Linked DNA regions of Bombyx mori: region 1 is linked to region 2. Evidence: chromatin contacts called from public Hi-C data. All regions are on one chromosome and are shown on one strand. Each heading gives the region's core, a stretch centred on a gene start, on an enhancer-like site or on the middle of the called end of the contact. The rest is flanking DNA. Distances are from core to core; before and after follow the strand shown. Region 1 overlaps LOC101744335 (mannosyl-oligosaccharide alpha-1,2-mannosidase IA). Region 2 holds the start of LOC101744335 (mannosyl-oligosaccharide alpha-1,2-mannosidase IA).

Region 1 (2,700 bases), core at 125-2,624, 51 kb after region 2:
CCCAGGATGATGAAGATATGGGTCGGTTCAATTAATTCTAAGCCGGGAACACACGGCAATTAATTACGAATAAGCAATTGTTTATATTGAGCTCTTGTGGGATTCCATCAAATTCTGCCCTGATTTGCTAAAAATTGTTAATTTTTATTTAATTTAATTAGTTTTTTTGGTTTAAATACAGGATGATATTTTGTCCCTTAAATTATGGATTTTCAAATTTTATTCTTACGTTTCAAGTTATTTTTAGTTTTAACTCCACGAGCTGCCTTAAGGATTACTTTATACTAGTTAGATATTGGTAGTTTGTTTAAGGCAACACAATTCTTTTGAAAACCAATATACAGTACTAAGTAAATCCTTTTTTAGACCATTTATAACTAGTTCTTGATTTTTCTATAACAAAAGTTGGATAGAGTTTGAAATAACTATCTCAAATCATCATCGGTCTGCGCAAATCAGTCTTCTAATTTTGTTTTATGCCGACCTTCATCGTTTCCCTTTTAGAATTCAGTAATGTTCGCTGTTCGCGGATCAAAAAGATAATTAGTTCCTGTTAAAAACTCAGCACTCAATATTATTCACGGAACCTTTCACAGTAACATTTATATCTTGATTGACTTCCCTCGCAAACTCGCTAGCTTGCGACTGTTTCAAAGTAACTCATATTTTTGTGACGGAAATTCTTTTGATTCTCGAAATGACTGTGCCTTAAATTACAAACGAGAACTTGGTGGCACCATCGTGACAAAAGTTTTTGGTACGATGTCGAATGATGTTGATGATATTTGAAGCGCCCATGGCCTAATGAGTGAGAAGCTCCACTGTACCTTCTCCTATGGGGTAATGTAAGTGTACATACCTAACATGTAATCACATACGAATTTCACATTGAAAGGCTTAAATTAAAAGCTTAATAATATATAATATAAACTATTTTAAATTCTGCTTAAGGAAGCATTCTGCTTAAGGAAGCATTCTGCTTAAAGAAAAACTTCTTTGCGCAGAAAGCTGCCCCAAGGAAGTTATTCTTTTCGGTTAGAAAACTCAGATATGCGTTATTATACCTTCAATACAATTGAATATTCATCCTAATGTTTAAGCATGTCTGGTACATGGGTCAGGACCTTATCTACAACAAAAATTTATGAAAACTTCGTTTTATGTTTTGTGGTTCCTCTATTTAAGAATGGTATTAAGTAAATGTCGCTACTAGTCCCTGTGCATTAATGGAGTTTCCAAGGCGCTTCAATAATGCATCAATATTTTCGTCTGTGCTAAGATAAGATTCTCGATGCCAGTAATTTAAACACTCTCAAATAGATGACTCACATAAAAAAACAGTCTGTCTCGCATGAGCGTAGCTGTGTTCGTATTAATATAATATATTTATTTACCTACACTAACGCAATTGTGTCGTTAATCACAATGTGTTTACATTGCTTGTTTGTTGTCATCCATCTTCGTTCATACCAATTGTACAAATATAAAACACTTTTAAAAAGCAATGTTGTTAAGAATAACAGTCATTGACGTTTTAAATAATGGTTTTCACTTTTCAGACATTTATTAATCCTTCTATAAAAATACCCTCTAAAACAAAAGACGGATTAAGGGGATTTTTTTTTTCGACACTGTCTTTTGCATACTCATCAATCTTTTGGTAAATGGCCGCCGGCTGCGATTGCGAGTACCCGATTTTTCTTTAGCTGGCAAGATATCCGATCTACACTGTCAGCTGACGTCTTTTCCAGATTCCCATTTCAACAAAACGTCAATTTAGTTTCTTCAATATAACGAAGTGAAAATAAGAGAATGTTTTTCATTTGGGTTTCACTGATTTTAAAAAGATTTTCGTAAGAAATGTTGAAGGAAAAATTTTGATTTCGAAGCGCAGCATTCGGTCAACCACTTATGCAGACTGCATTTCCGTTAAAAGTCCAGATGAAACGATTTTCTCGGGTTTCGCTATTCCAAGCACGAATGCGATCGAAGAATGCAAACAGTTGCGGCCAACACCAGGACCGATTTTATGAGGAATACTAAATTGTAGATGGAAAGTAATATTTGATGGAAAAATCGTAAGTAGGTACTTTAATATTGATATTAGTTTATTACAAACAAATTGAAACAACAAATTAAAATTGAAACCGCTGATAAGTAATATATTTTGTATGTTAAGATTTTATTCATAAAGATCACGTGTTAGTATCATACTTCAATATTGATTCAAATATCAATATAGTAAATGGCTAGGATAGCTGATATAGTATCTATACTCTATACTAAATTATAAATCTACAGTGGTTTTTACGGATGTTCCGTTATAATTACTGAACCATGCATCCGATTGACTTGAAACTTGGTATCCATGTAGAAAATACATGCACTTAATGGATAGGCTAATTATTTTTATGAATATTGGACTCCCTAATAATAATGACAATAAATAATAATGTTAATTTTAAATGAGCACCGAAGCGGGCGAGTACGGCTAGTAACTGATATAGATATACGTAGTAGATATAATAGTAGGATAACTATGTATAGCAGAGAGATACATATAGTAAATAAGAGACGTCTGAAGATGATTTCAGCGCTCACACGTCCTGGCTCATCCCGCCTTTTCCATGTAGCGGGGGCATTGCGGTCAAGAACGGTGCTCGTTAGGGTCCGTCCAGTAGAATAAATCGAGTTTTCTTT
Region 2 (2,700 bases), core at 18-2,517:
CTTTTACTTAAATAAAACCTATTTTTAATGAAAAGTTTGAGTCATTACCTACAACGCTGAATTATAATGATACTTTGGTCATTGTTTATTTGATACTCAAGAGATGGCGCTAAACCCAATTCATTTCGCAAACTATTCTACTACGTATTAATTATTTTATTTTTAATAAAAGAGTGACAAAAATAACTACTTATTTAAATCTATTTCTATAATATAAAAAACAGAATTACCCGTTGATAATTTAATTTTCAAATATTAAATATACGCGATCACAGCGCCAAAGATAAGTTCTCTGATCTTTTACCTAATCTTAGTATAAATAGGTAATCTATACCTAATCTTTGTAGAAAATGAAAATAGTGCTGTAATGCAGTTTCATAAAAATGCCTCTTTACTTGAACCGATTTGCTTTAAATTCGAATCAATGCATAATGAATCGAACAAAATAAGCTGAAGATATATTATATGTAGATAGATCATAGAATCTTATGAAAATAGTCTGTTTTCTAAGAATCAAAACTTGGGTAGACGGTCCTAAAACTGCATACTGTAATATGATTTCATTCGGACCAAATATTTAATTATTGAAATAAATAATTAATGGAAAAAGTAAATAAATATAACAATATTTCGTTGGCAAGACTTAAGTTGAAAATTGTAATAAACATACATATAATTTTAACTGATAGATTCATAAACCAAAATATGATTTCGAAATATGCCTGAAAAAGATTACCAAAAAGATTATTTAATTTTGATTGTTTAGTACAGTTGGCTAGGTACCACTCATGGAGTTAATAAGTACCTACTAACTCTATGGTACCACTACACTATTTGACTTTCGATTGGTGACTAGAGCTGCCAAAATAAAAAAAAATACTCCCAAAAATTTTTACCGATTTTATTGGAAAGTTTTAAACGTGTCAAAGTATGGCACACTCACAATGTTTACTATAAGACCATTTTCTTTCTATGTAACGAACAGTGTAATCATTTATAAATCAAATTAATTTATTTATTATAAAACTTAAAATTTATTAATTATAACAAGTATATTGAGAATCTTATGTAAGATGAAATAGTGAAACATTCCAGATATTATTATTCATTTTAATATAAACAGTGAATCTATAGTAGTAGAGAAGTAGATCTAAGCCGAAACAGCTTTGTGAAACTTCTTAATGTAATCTGAAATAAATTTTGCTACCGTAGTTTTATTCAGAAAACACTTCAACACGAACAATTCCAACGAAATGCAAAAGTTTCAACGCCTGGCAGCCCTGCGTTGAAATGACTTAAGTTTAATGGCGACTGCCGATTGGGGCTGACGGTTGTGTGTCGAACTGTCTCTATTTATATTTTTAGTATATTAGGTGTAGATTCGTAATAACTGATAAACATGACGGGAATTTTACCTACGTATCAGCGGTTTGTTAACGGGGTACCCGTCCCGTCCATATCTCGGCGGTCGTTCCGTATAAGAGAGAAATATCTGATTGTTTCTGTACTTTTGACGTTCGGAATCGTGTGGTTAGGAGCTCTGTTTTATTTACCTGAATTTAAAAGTTCGAGCAGTGTGAATGACAGTGTTTACAATGTGTATAAACGTATTCAGAAAGCGGGTCCAGAGCTGTTAATGCCTCCGCCACTCGCTCAAAACGATGTGGGAGACTTTCCTGTAGTCGGTATCGTTCGGCATGGCGAAGAAGGTGACGACCCACACATAGTTGAGGACAGAAACAGACTTAAGGCTAAGATAGACGAAGACATGGGCATGAAAGTTCTCGAGAGACCGCAGTTTGATGTTGCACCTTCTGTATCTTCTTCTCGAGGTCCCAGCAAGCCTCCTGTTGACGCAATAGAGGAGCCCGCTGTTAGGAACTTCGCAGCTAAAGACGCATCTCCTGCTGGTCCTAAACCAGACGGGTCTAATAGATACGTCGCTGTTGCTATCGGTCCTAACGCTGATCCAGATCAGAAACAAAAGTTAGAGACAGTTAAAGAGGTAAGATTGCTATATAATTTGAACAAATTAAAATTTAATTAAACACCATTGGTTAACTTGATACCACTTGAATTTCAAAATTGTCAGATTATATATTATTTAACTTTAAATCTTGCTTAAGTAAAGACATTACCTTGTCAATTAAGCTTACCTATATCTAGGACCAATCTAGAAATCTATTTGATGAGTAAAAAAGAGCTTGGAATGTAATCATAGTTATTTTAAATGATTAAAATCAATAGTAGTAGTGCCTCGGGTTGTCTGTTTTCAGCAACATATACAATAAACACTAGTTTTTGTCTTTGAAATAAATTTTAATAATTTTCAAAGGACATTCTTAGTACATAAAAGGCAAGTAATTAATATATACAAATTATACATAAGATAAATATCAATACTCGGCAGATGGCTTAGTTACCATGACGTTACTGCAGTATGTAGAGCAGATTTTGATATTCATTAATCTTGGATTTATTGACATCCAAAAATGCTTCACATGAGTGAAAAGGTTAGACTTCAAATTAGTCTAGTAACTACTAGACAGACTTAACAGACAGTTGTCCTTTTATTGACTAAACTATGATAGTTATTATATCTTTTTAACTCAGATATTAATATTTTAAGGAAGCAATTAGCAATTACTGAACAGCTAATATAGCAGGTAAAAAAAAAAACACCTGTTTTATTAGCAATAT

The links. A called contact is a pair of places that touch in the nucleus more often than the background predicts.
Region 1: a Hi-C map of whole pupa shows a contact between it and region 2, with 3 times the contacts expected there. The contact joins the enhancer-like site here to the promoter of LOC101744335 in region 2. A contact is called at or near these places in 3 of 7 Hi-C or Micro-C datasets (middle silk gland, posterior silk gland and whole pupa).

What each region holds. Positions count from the first base shown.
Region 1 is chr9:11,931,032-11,933,731 of ASM3026992v2, forward strand. All of the region lies in intron 1 of LOC101744335 (mannosyl-oligosaccharide alpha-1,2-mannosidase IA), which reads left to right. Among protein-coding and RNA genes, the nearest start is that of LOC101744335, 51 kb to the left of the region's middle. Within about 2 kb of position 1,375, at least 4 of the 8 cell types and tissues checked have open chromatin away from gene starts, as enhancers often do.
Region 2 is chr9:11,879,696-11,882,395 of ASM3026992v2, forward strand. It overlaps LOC101744335 (mannosyl-oligosaccharide alpha-1,2-mannosidase IA), which reads left to right and starts at 1,268. Exons shown (of 10, transcript XM_038012948.2): 1 at 1,268-2,005. The coding sequence starts at 1,400.